Linked DNA regions of Anser cygnoides: region 2 is linked to region 1. Evidence: chromatin contacts called from public Hi-C data. All regions are on one chromosome and are shown on one strand. Each heading gives the region's core, a stretch centred on a gene start, on an enhancer-like site or on the middle of the called end of the contact. The rest is flanking DNA. Distances are from core to core; before and after follow the strand shown.

Region 1 (6,553 bases), core at 3,816-6,315:
CCCGCTTTGCAAGCTGAGCAGGGGGCTCCGTGTGGATTAAACCACCCTTGTTTCTCTTCCCCAACCGGGCTTGCAGGATCCTGCCGCAGGCTCGCTGGGCTCCACGTCAGCCTCACGTGCCTGCCTCCACCCAGACCCGAGCAGACCACAAGATGGGACAGGGAGAGCTCGTCATTAAATCCAACGCTGGTGTTCCCAGGGGTGCCTCACCCACAGGCCTGGTTTGTCAGCGGGCAGATTTTTCTTACGTAGCCGATTAGTTTAAGCCTCCTCTTTAGAGCCAAACACACGGGGAGGGTTGAGTCAAATTCCATTAGGAAGAAAAAAAAAAAAAACCACCACCAACTCACCAAGAGGCCTCTGAAAGTGATCCAGCAGAGAAGTACAAAGGAACAAGTGTCTGTGCCGAGCGCGCTGGGAGTGCTGCTGGAGGTTCTGCTCGCCACTGGAGGGCACAGGGAGGCTTTCAAAGAGGAAAGGAGCTACAGAAAGCAGCTGCCTTTTTGTTTCTAATTAATCACGGTTTGATCACATCTGGTGGCTGAGCTGCTTTGAGTGCTGCATTAGAAGTGCCGGAACACTGCTGCAGCCTAAGCCTTGGCTCAGGTGAGGGTGCTGCTTTGCAGAAAGCTTCAACAAGGCCAAAAATGTGGTTTGTTTGTTGCAAAAAGGAAGAGGAGTGTGTACTAGAAACTGAAAAACCACCCAGGCTAGTAGAAACACGTCTGAGATGTTTGTAGGGGAAGCAGCTGCGGTCAGGGAAGTGCATTCCTTTGGGGTCGGTCACACCGATCTGCCCGGGGTGGACAAATCCAGGCAGGGTGCTGGCAGCAGCTCACCTCTGCTATGACAAGTGCAACCTTCGGCTCTCTGCAGGTCTCTGCAGGGCTTAAGGTGACGTTTTCAAGCCCTTGTAAAGCGGGAGAGGGCAGAGTTTGTCACAGCACCACCCACCTCTGCTCGCGCCTCCTGACTGTTCACCATCTCCGCGGTTTCAGCTCATCGAACGCTCCCCTAAGACCTTGCCGCGCTCCATGGTGTACGTCAGCATCATCATGTTCGTCATGGGAGCAAGCATCCACCTGGTTGGGGACTCCGTAAACCATCGCCTGATCTTCAGCGGCTACCAGCACCATCTGTCTGTAAGGGAGAACCCAATCATCAAGAACCTGAAGCCAGAGACACTGGTAAAGAGGACGTTTTTATACAAGCACTTAAAACAAATATTAACTGCGTGTTCTCGTTTCGTGGTGCTCTGTTTCCTTTTGCCCTTTTAAATCTGTTTCATTGCATTGCAGATTGATTCCTTTGAGCTGCTGTACTACTACGATGAATATTTAGGTCACTCGATGTGGTAAGCAATTTCCAGCGTATCTGGTGGCCCCAGAACAAAGCGAGGAAAGGCAGGCCAGGGCTCTTTGTAGGTTAATACGTAAAAAATAAAGCACAGCTGATGAGAGCCAGCTAGGGATAATATTCTCACAGCTAGTGTAATTACAGTGGCTCTCTCCCTTGGAAAATTGCCCATTCCTGCTAGTTTTTTTTTTTTTTCTGTCCCTGTCATTCTCACTGATGTTTCGAGGATGTGCAGCTTGTTTGACAGCTGTAGGGAGCAGCAGGAGCAGCTCTGCTCTTCTCTTCCCTCAGCCACCTTTCCCAGGCCAGCTACAGTGCCAGGCTGAGGCTGCTGAAGACTCGTTGAGGGTTTTGCTCCTCTCGAGCTTGACTCTGAAACAGCCTGATTTTGCCCGGTCTCACTAGCCCTGTGCTTATTCTCTGCCTTCACCACGCATCCGTTCGGTGACCCTGCGGCCAGGGGGCAGGCGCCCTTGTGTCTGCAGTGGCAGAGGCTGCTTGGCCACACTGCTCCCATGGTAATTCAGGGACTGATTTCAGCACCGCAGCAGCAGTACTGCCCCAGGCTGGTCCTAGAAGCACCGTGGGCCTGGTCCTGTGTGACCGCGTGCTGCCTGTGTCCCTGTTGGAGCACACCTCACCCCCGGTGCAAGCACACCCAAGCAGCATGAAGTGTGGACACGTCCCCTGCCCTGGGTGTGCTGCTGTCGCAGATCTGCAGCCCCAGAGCTCTGTCCTTTACCTGCTGCCGGGTCATCCTTACATGTCCCAGGGAGGGGACAGGGAGCTCTCGCCCCTTTTCAGGTTGGTTTGCTGTTCCTCAGGCAGCGTGAAGCAAATCCCAAAATTAAAAACTAAACTTTTAGTTCGTTCAGATCCTGGTCCGCATCCTGCTTGCCTGCCGTTCGGCTTTGAGCACATCACAGCTCACCCCACTGCCCTCGCGCGGCCTTCTGAGCCTGCGAGGGCAACAACCACAAGTGTTGGGCTGAGCACTGGAGCCCAGCGTTTGACCTAATCAGCCCCACAAGTCTCATTATCTTCAGCAGCCCCACAGCAGGCTGTTTTCAGCAATTTGACAGCAGTTTTCAGCAGCTGTGACACTGGTTGCACCTTCACAGCCACCACGGTACAGGAGGGGGGTGTAAATCAGGGCTTGGTGCACCGTGGTGCCGCTTTGCGGGGTCACACCACCCACGGGAGCTCTGTCTCTGCTCACAGGTACATCCCTTTCTTTCTGATACTGTTCATATATTTCACCGGCTGCTTCACTCCTGTTGAAGATGAGAGCAGGATGCCAGTGGCTGCCTTGCTTCTGATGGGGCCGAGCAGCCTTTATTACTGGTAAGTGACTTCTGTCCTCTCAGGGAGGTGCGGGATGGAGGGAAGAGCACAGGAGGCTCTGCAGCGTGCAGCAGGAGCTCTCCCTTCCCCAGAGCAGAAGTTGCTGCAGTTTCTCCTGTGCAAGTCTGGAAAATGAAATCTCGTTTAAATGGGCAGCCTCTTCAGCCTTTACCAGCTGGGACAGCTTCAGCACAGCGTGTCCTTTTCCCTGCTGGGGGGTATTTCCTCAACCACGCTGTCATTCCCCCGTTGAGTTCTGGGCACCGGTTGTCCCAGCCCCACCTGCTCAGTGCTCCATGGTTCTCCTGCTCCTCCACCTCTGTCTCAGGAAGCCTGGCACAGGGTGATGTTGCTGGAGCCCAGGCTTTCAGCCTCTGCTTGCTGTCTGCCCGCTCTTCAAAGCCAGTCACTGCCCAGGTAGACGGATCCTGGATGATTTTGGGGTGGTCACCTGGTGCCCACAGCGCATCCACCTGGTCTCAGGCCAGTTGTGGTAGCGGGGATGCTCTCACCAGTGGTGCAGAGATTTTACATAGAGCCCAGGCTGCCTGCGTGATGCTCTTACGCTGCCTCCGTGGCTTGCCCTGCGGGTCCGAATAGCCTTTTGAGAGAGGTCTTATTTATTTCTCATTTTCAGTAGCCTCATCTTCCCAAACTGTTTCCCTGATGGCAGCCAAACAACTTTCCATTCATCTTCAGAGATGATGTTCTCTCTTGCCCGTGGCTTTGCCCCCCTGCTGAGACTGTTCTTATACAGTAAATTAATTTTTGATAGTCAGAATCATCAGGATGATTTGGTCAGTTCCCAGTTACCCCACTGCACTTCCTTTAAATACATCAGCGTGAGTCTCTGCAATTTGTGTGCTAGCGATTTAAGACCCGTCCAGTACAATTCCTCCTTCCTCCTGGCAGCCCAGCAGCTTCTCAGCCAGGTCTCTGCAAGGAGGCACCCATTTGCTAATTCCACCTGCCCCTCCATCCACGTGGGCTCTCCCAGGAGCTGGCACCCCAAACATCTGGTTTCTTCCACTCCCGATGAGTTTGCTGCCTCTCTCCCAATGCCTGCTTTAATGAAGGAAAAATATTTAGGGTACTTGCTGTTAGGAGCTGTCACTTGCTGTCACCTGTCTGCAGAGCCCAGCTCCCCACGAAGAGCACTAACGGGTCCTTTTGCTTTGCAGGTATCTCGTGACAGAGGGGCAGATCTTCATCCTCTACATTTTCACTTTCTTTGCCATGATGGCTTTGGTGATGCACCAGAAACGCAAAGGACTCGTCCTGGACAGCAATGGGCTTTTCCTCTTCTACTCGTTCATCATAACGCTGGTCCTCATTGCTGTCTGGGTGATTTGGCTGTGGAACGACAAAATCCTCAGGAAGAAGTACCCTGGCGTGATCTATATCCCCGAGCCGTGGGCTTTTTACACCCTGCACATGAACAACCTCCACGCAGGAAAGGAAAGTTTATAAGTTTTGATATTTCTGAGTGATTCAAAGAAAAAAAAAATAGTTTTTTCTAATGTAGAGGTAGTTCAAATAAATTCCTTGACTGACGTAGGTGCAAGGCATGTCCTGTGTTACCCACACCCAGCTAAGGAGGGGAGGTTTTGTACAAGCCCCCAGGCACAAAGGGCTGATCCTGCAGGTCCCCTACGCCCCCCCAGTAGCATCATTTTCTGTACCCGCTCACTACTCAGGTGATGGAGCTGAGCTCCTCCAACCCCGGCTGAATCCCTGTAACAGTTCATGTCCATGAAGTCTGTATCAAACCCCGGTGTGACAGAACCCAAGCTGTTAACAAAAATAAAGTTAATAGCAAAACAGACTGAATAAAAACGTTTGATAAAAGCTGAGTGACTTGCCATACTTGAAGCAGCTGTTCCCTGAGGGGAGAATCGTCATCCCACGAGACGCAGGGACCCGTACCTCAGGGTGTAGGAGGCTGGGGCTGTGCTGGGAAGGATGCGGCCCGTGGAGCAGCGATGTTCGGGGTCCTGGAGCCCAGCCCTGGGCTGGCATTGCCGGTGGATCCGGCGAGGCAGAGCAGCGCCCAGCTGAGCTGCTGGCTCCGTTTTTATTATTTTGGGACAAAACATTGAGTTCTGCTCAGCATTTTTGTACATAATCCTTGCCTTTGAACGCCCTGAATGTCAACCAAGTGCCAGAAGCCTGGCACCAGAAGGGGCTGTAAGACACAGCGCAGCTACCCGGGCTAGGCCCCAGAAGCTGGAGGTTGCTGCCTCCTCCCCAAAAAAAGGTTTAAAACCCAACCACCTCCTGCAGCCCCCCGCTCTGTTTCAGCATCCAGGCACGGATCCTCCTCTCCCCCCTCCGTCTAACAGCTCAGGGCCCCGCGGCCTGCAGGGATCAGGCCCGGTAGCCATGGCAGCGGGGTATTTATTACAGCCCTGCCTCGCCACCCAGGGCTGGCGGACTTTAGCCCTTCTCCACACCGAACGCAGCAGCCGCCCGTCCCCACAGCCTGAAACACACGGAAGGCCCCAAAGCAATGGTGAGCGAGGGTTTGGGCTGATACAAAGCGCACCCCCCGTGCCCCCCCCTTCCAGATTTTAAAGTTGTGTTGCTGTTCTCTCCTTCTCCCCCCCCCCTGCCCCCCCCTTTCTCGCTGCAGGCAAAATTTCTGTCGCAGGATCAAATTAACGGTAAGTACTTTTTTTTTCCCCCCCACCTACAATCATTTCACCTCCGATCAGAGCAAAGGGGGGCAAGGGGACAAACCCCCCTCACTGCCAGCCCGGGGCAGCGGGGGCTCGGGGCGAGAAATCGGGGCTGGCTTTGGGGAAGGGGCCCCTGCCTTTAGCAGGAAGAGTTTGCTACAAGAAACACGGAAGAGAGCTGGAGTAAGAGTATTATTGCAAAGCCGTTAAGCTGCAGTGCTCTGTGGCTCAGCAGCGCGGGAGGGGGCAGCCGGGGCCACGGCCCCCCACGGGCACCCAGCACCCACACAGGCACCCAGCACCCACGGGCACCCACAGCACGAAGGGCAGGGAGGATGGAAGAGGCTGGTTTGGGGTCTCCCAGCTGCTCTGCAACCCCCGCTGTGCTTTGCGTTATCCCTTCCTTCATCTGCCATTTTAATATCCAGCTGTCCACCTGCGGGGCGATGCCGGCAGGGACCGAACCATGCCTCCAGCACCCCCTCCTGCCCCCAGGAACGGGGAGAAAAGCGCTTTCTGATGGTCCTTAACTCGGTTGCAGACCAGGCTCCACTTTCAGACTTCCCTCATTAGACCGAAGGACCCTAATCGGCTCAGTTAGTTGTAAGCCTGGACTTTTAATTACCCTTGGCACTTTATTCCGGGTCCTTCCCCCCCCCCTCCTCTCCAATCCCCCCCATCCAGTACCTCTGTGAAAGAAGACACCGGAGGCAGACACAATATCCCCGCTGGAACCCGACCAACGCCGCCCCGCAGGCGGCAGGACCACGGCTGCAGCTCGAGGTAACCTTACATGACATAACGGAGAGTTTTGGTTTTTAATTAGAGTTCAAGGAATGCTTCTCCCTGTACGACAAGAAACAAAAAGGCAAGATCAAAGCCAGCGACCTGATGGCCGTGATGCGGTGCCTGGGAGCCAGCCCGACGCCAGGGGAGGTGCAGAGGCACCTTCACCTGCACAAGATCGGTGAGTCCGGGGCAGCCGAGGGAACCGAGCTGGGCTATGGCCAGAAAAAATTGATGAGCACATCGAAGTTAAGCTATCTGGTCCTGGCAGGAGTTTTTGCTTTGTTGTGTTGTTTTTTTTTTTTTTTTTTGGTGTTAAAATTCAGTGTTTCAGTACTCAGGAGACAATGTGCAAGGAAGAGGAGGCTGGCTGCAGGCCAGGCACTTTC
Region 2 (6,295 bases), core at 892-3,391, 260 kb after region 1:
GTAATGACCTAAAATTAATTGTAATAAACAAAGAAAAAAGCACCAGAATCCTTTATATCTGCATCTAAAGAATTCTAATTAGGTGGGCTCAATAGTTGATGACTTCTCATTTTTTGTGGAGAAGTTACCAGACTCATGCCAAACTCACGTATTTCCACTGCTTTGCAAGTGTTGTTTTACATGCAGACACTAAGCTAAATCAGTACAGCTGGAGCTGCCATCAACTGCAGACATGGAGAAGAGCATAAAGTGAGAAAAACATCTAGGGTTAGAGTAAGAATGGAGTAGAGTCATACATTATACATACATAAGCAACTCGGGCAATATAACTTAAACATACCTATTGCTCTTTCTTCTGCTTCTTTAGCCATACTAAAATGTCAGAGCACGGGAAGCTCTCAGCTTGGCTGCTCCTTCCAGTTCTGCAGTCCTGATGCTGCTGGCCAGGCTTAATAAAGCATCAAGCAGGGTGTGAGCAAAGAGGTAGGCACAGAAAGGAAGTATGGTGGAGAAGAAAGCGGCATTAATAACGGAGGCACCAATCACCCCAAAAAGAGAAATGACTCCTCAGCTGAAAGAATAGGCTCTGTGAAGGACACAGGAGACTTTCGTAGCAGAGCTGATGCCACAGCTGGCTCCTCCCGCAGCTCAGAGGCACAGCACTGGGCAAGGAGGAAGGAGTACCATTTACAGACCTCCAGCACTGCTCCCCGCCATCACTGGTATCAGATTGAAGGCTTCACCCGTGTGCTCACTGGTTCCCTGCATGCTTTGTAGCACTAGATCGTACATGGCAAAGGAAAGGGCACTCATCATTCCTGACCACTCATAACTGGGAGAAGGAGCTCAGGCAGGCTATTAATGTCTGTGCAAACAGTGAAATGTTAAAACAGCTGAAAAGAAAAAACAGTTGATACAAATGTCAGGGAAGGAAAGGTGAGAGTGAAACTACATGAGGTCTGCAGAAAAACTACACAGCATCAGATAACAGAAGTGAAGAACAGATCTTGATGTAGTTTCTACCACTCCGTAGGGTTACAGCAGAGCAAGGAAAAATGTTTTCCAGCAGGGTTTCAGTTTCAAAGGGAGGGCTATCCTCTCAGCTCAGCACTGACAGAGCTGTGAAACAAGCAGGACGTGACATTTCCAGCAGACAACTAAAAAATCTACTCCTAGGGATGTGAGCCTACTGAAATCTATTAAAGGCTTTTCATTTTGTCTCAGAGTAGTAGCTGTTACTGCAGCCTATCAAAAAAACAAACAAGCAAAAAAAAAAAACACAAAAACCATTTCTTAGAAACATCAACCCATCTCCACCTTTGTGGCATTTAGTCTTTAAAGCAGTCCAACAGCTCCACAGAGCTAGCACAGGCAGAACAGAAGACCTAGCAAACTTGCTTCTTAGTTTAGGCTGTTCTCTGAACAGGCTAGAAAGTTTGTTTAGGTTCAACTCTAATACCATCTTCTGGACTGCAACAAGTTTTCCTTCAAAGTAACATAAAAGGAGTGCCAAAAGCTTCTAGAATGCCTTGAAAGTCTGAGCTGGGGCTTTGTATGTGTGTGTGTGTTTTAATGAATATATTTCCACAGTTTATAAAGCAACATCTGTGGAGGTCAGGCAATTAATAACCAGCTGAATTATCATTTCCTCCAGTAAATCAGAAGCCATCAGAAGCAGGCCTGTGCAAAGTTCAAGTTTAAGTAAAGCTAAAAGAGTGACAGAATCATAAAAGTTAACAAATAGCTAATACTTCAGTCCATCCTCATTATCCGAGGATATACAATAAGTGCATTTATGCAATCATAGGTATTTAACATCACATCCTTACAGGACTGCATGGCAAATAGCATAACATTCACAGCTTTAACAAGAGACTTTGGGACTTCCAGGACACTTACGTGTTCAGAAATCAAACTGGAACAGAGCCCACTTGTGAAGTCTAGAACTGCTATTTGATTTTCAAACAACAAATGAAAGTTCAAAGGTAATCAGATCTGTGTTTTTATACTGACTTAGAGTCAAAAAGAAAAAGTAGAGGCGCTAGGTAAGATTTTAGACCTCAAAACATAGATTAGGACTTTCCAGACTCCTGCCACTGGATAAAAACCAGTTAGAAATATATCCTACAAGCCTTGCTGGCTATTTGTCCAAGGAAATATGATCAAGTCTGGAATTGCTCCCTTTTACACAGGCTGCCAAGTGCTGCCAGGAGACGCTCTCCTGAAGCATGCGCAGCTGACGAGCCTGCGCTTCGTGGTAGAGACATCTCAAGTGAGCAGAGTCACAATTATAGTGTAATTCTTTACTACTACCATAAAAATGCTTCAGCTTTAAAACATAAACTTGAGAAGGGAAGGAAACATAAATTCTTAAACAGTTACTAAATTATAGCTTTTTCTTTCTCCAGTATAATTGTTTTATCTGCATCTAGTATTGATGTCTGCATTATTGTAAAGAGCGCACCTGCTATTTTTAAAGAAGTGGTTGAATGACACTGTAAAAATGTCAATTAGTAAAATATTAATGCTACTTGGGTGTTGAAAATAGAGCTGCTTTTATGACTTTTAAAATTCACAATAGAATTGATTATTTCGGCTGCAATCACAGACAGGATCTTAACCGGCTGCCATCTCGTGGCAGCTGCTGGGATGGTCTGGTGCTGGCTGAAAACTTAAATTTTAGGGCCCAAAAACTGGCCCTAAACTCTATCCTGCTGAATTCAGGACTGGAAGAGGGTTCATGAGAAAACCGTGGCTCTTGTTTGAAAATAACACTGCTATATTCTGTAGGGAAACACTGGGAATAATTTTAGGATGCACACGTGAATACAGAAGAAGGCATCCCACCAAAAGCATCCCTCAAAGCATTACCTAAATTATAGCGACAGAGCTGACCGATGGGCTAAGAGAGGTCTGTAAGGTCTGCTCCAGTTCCCTCTTCCCAACCCCAGACCTGCCCACGGGGCTGAGGCCGTCAGCCCTGACGCCTCCTCAGGACCCTTTTATGCCAGGACTGAGCAGGCTGGATGGGGGTGAGAACACGCAGCTGGGCCACCCCAGCTCTTCGTAGTGCCAAGATTTCTCTTTTCATGGGCATTCAAGATGATATTATCCTTTTCTTCCCTGGTAAACAACTTAACCCGGCGCTCTCGCTAACGCTGCAAAAGGCGTGGGGCTGTGCAATCTATGAGACCAATGAAAAACGTGACTTATGACCCCACTTCTCCAAATTATCTGTGCACAAATCCATGGATGTAAGTTTATGCATTCAAGCAGTCCCACTCAATTAAATGGACTCATCTAGGTGCAACTCCTTGTCAAGATGGGATCTGAGAAGCATTCAGTCAATACTGTGCAAGACTTCACTTCAAAGGGTCAAGGCCTTGCTCTTAGAGATCAGTTCTGGAGAACTGAGTGGGAATCAGAAGCGACTCAGTCCGAGTTCAGCACCTAACGTTTCTCCTCTGTGTTTTTCCCCGGGACACTGAGAACGGCGTGGCTCCACCTGCCTTCCCCTAGGGAGCAAGCTGCAGATGCTGATAACCGAGGTGGAAGCGGATGCCAGAGGGGAGCGGAGCAGCTCACCATGGCCCAGCTTTCTCAGCCCCTCGCACTGCTGCCGGGCCCTCGCAGCCAGGAGGCTGGTGGCAGCCAGTACGTAGTCCCGAGGATGCCTTCACCTGCTCGCCCCCACGGAGCGCTCCGGAGCAGACAGAGCAGAGAGGCGATGCCACCAGCAGCAGGCTCTGCCTCGCCATGATGGAGAAGTTCAGCTCCCTCCCCTCACGCTTTAGCTGTACAAAACCCAAACAACGGCGTGCTACAAGTGAAGTGCAATGTGCAGGAGGCTGCAGCGCGGGTGTGCAGACTATCTGCCAGGGGTTAGATCCTCCCACGGGCCCTACAGTGCTGTGGTTGCAAACTGCGACCTCCTGCAGTTCTGTCATAACCCAAGGAAGAGCTGGGCAGCATCCCTCTTGTCTCCTGTTAGTCAGACAGACAGCAAAAACTGCAAGAGAGTAAAGATACTGCCGTGTCTGTGACACGCACAAAGCTCTACCCTCACCCAGACGGGGATTACTGTCTCATTTCTACGCTCCTTCCAGCTTTCCCTTGGAATTGCCTGTAGGACAGACATGCACTGTTACTTATCCATCATGCAGAGTCTGTTTGCTTCTATCGCTCCACAGGGACACAATATCACAACAACACGTAGAAGGAAACAATATGTTGAAGGAACATACTCTCTAACAGTAGCAGTCTTAAAAATAGAAGCAATACCTTGTTGTTCATATCAAATTTCATTTTATGCCTATAAACATGGTATATAAGATTTTTAAAGGCTTTCAGAATGGAGAGCCTGAAACTCAAAATACACGTGTATCTGCTCCAGAGTCCCCTTTGCCCAAGCACACGGGGTCCATACGTGTGAGGACAGGTGCTGCTGCATGTGCCTGCTCAGTCCGCAAAGGCAGAAATATGTTTTCACTTATTTGGCCCTTCACATTTCTTAAAGAGTTGTATTTATGTCGCATGTAACTTTATGAAGGTTTCAGGGATTTTTAAGTATTTAAATACTCTGACTGTACTGGTAACAGATGTTCAATGATATATTTAATTTTTAGTTTTACTGAAAATACCATGTATCAGTTGATATTTTCCATAAAATATAACTCTGAAAGAATGCCTAAGTATACTATACTTCCAGGGAAATGTATCTGAGCCTTTCAGCTACTGCATTAAAATGGGCGCTTCTGAAATTAGTGAGCAAATGTTCTTAGAGTCTAATAGGATTTCTTGTTTGCCAAAAAAATAGCGCTTTCAGGAGCACAATCTTTTGTGTAATCTCTCTCTCACAAGACAGATGGCATCATTAATTGCCTCTATATCTAGTTAAATTTAAAAACCTGTGCTTAAATAATGTTAAAGTTGTCGTACATGCTGACAAACACGAAATATTAAGGTAGAATCAATTGGAAACAAGGGAAGAAATCCAAGACATAACAAACAGGAAGAATGAGACCACAAGAAACACCGATTGATTTAATATGTCCTTGTTCATGCCAGGAAATGTCACAACCTTAATAATTTAGGGAGCATTTCTACATTTTGGTGAACTCCTGGCTTGAGTGAACCAATTGGCAAAACTCCCATTGACTTCAGTGGGTGAGAATGTCATCCCTTAATCTTTTTAAAGCAACTTTACATGGAAGTTGTCCAATATGGCTTATCCACAGTTCTAATTGCAATGCTTGTGTAAATACATTTTGGGAGTCAAATGTAACTGTGATCTGTATTTCAAAGCTAACCTTATTCTGATTCTCTGGTTTACCACAGTCACCCTACAGTGGTATCAGTTACCAAAAGTCTGATTTTAAGCCTTCTCTGTGCTTAAAATGGAATACAATTATCACAGCACTGCCAAAGAGCCAGCTTTTGCCAATAGATACCATATGCTAACTCTTGGGTTTTAAATACAAGCCCTGTGTTTAGAGCCTTTTCTCACACCATACAAGCTGTGATTTTCAGCTGCCTAGGAGAAACTGACACCCAAACGGATTCAAGTGCATGTAGCCACACCATGTTTTGAAAGTCCAGCCATCCCAGCTTATCCCATTAAATAGAGGCACGTTCCCTTTTACAGTTAAACAGTCTTTAAACAGTGAGGTGGCTAATTGAGGATTCTAGAAGACAACAAACTTGCTCAGAGAAGTAGATGAGTGCACATGCAAGGGCAAAAGACCTAAAAAACAGGGAAATATATTGGGAATACAAGTAATCGAGACTTGATGCTGACATCTTGAATTAGCATCTGCATGCAAATACTAATTTTGAATTTGTACGATTGTACCTAGTAAGCTCAATGACACTATCCATCACTAACAATAGCAATTTTACTTTCTTTTAAAAATATCTCATTTTCTTTAGTCTTCAAACACAAGGCCACTACCTGAATGCTGAATGCTCTGCTTCTTCACCCAGAATTTGCTTTATTTTTTTCTAGCATTATGCTTTAAGTTTGTACACCAGGCTTAATATTCAACCTTATTGGCCAATACCAACCAAACTCGCAAGAAGGTAAAACTCGTATATATTAATATCCCATGAGATTCCTAGGATAGTTGGATAGAGGAAAGAGACCTTACTAGTGACCTTACAATGGGAAAGGCTGCAAGGTAAGTTCAGCTGGAGGACACACGTGGGAACTTAAATTCAAGGCATGAATCTATCAGCTATCTTGTACCAGCTCAGAGACAGTAACTCCTGACCCAGGGCTGTAACTTTCTGAGACATG

The links. Hi-C and Micro-C count contacts between places; a contact is called where the count stands out from the background.
Region 2: a Hi-C map of liver shows a contact between it and region 1, with 1.6 times the contacts expected there. The contact joins the enhancer-like site here to the promoter of CALML4 in region 1. A contact is called at or near these places in 2 of 7 Hi-C or Micro-C datasets (granulosa cells and liver).

The regions. Positions count from the first base shown.
Region 1 is chr11:1,627,901-1,634,453 of Taihu_goose_T2T_genome, forward strand. CALML4 (calmodulin like 4) reads left to right here and starts at 5,066. Exons shown (of 5, transcript XM_048046229.2): 1 at 5,066-5,212; 2 at 5,333-5,363; 3 at 6,205-6,345. The coding sequence starts at 5,210. It overlaps CLN6 (CLN6 transmembrane ER protein), which reads left to right. Exons shown (of 7, transcript XM_067003990.1): 4 at 999-1,187; 5 at 1,299-1,354; 6 at 2,578-2,700; 7 at 3,882-4,553. The coding sequence ends at 4,170.
Region 2 is chr11:1,886,915-1,893,209 of Taihu_goose_T2T_genome, forward strand. All of the region lies in intron 16 of IQCH (IQ motif containing H), which reads right to left. Among named protein-coding and RNA genes, the nearest start is that of C11H15orf61, 21 kb to the left of the region's middle. Within about 2 kb of position 2,142, at least 1 of the 3 cell types and tissues checked has open chromatin away from gene starts, as enhancers often do. A contact at or near this core is called in liver, where this site is marked.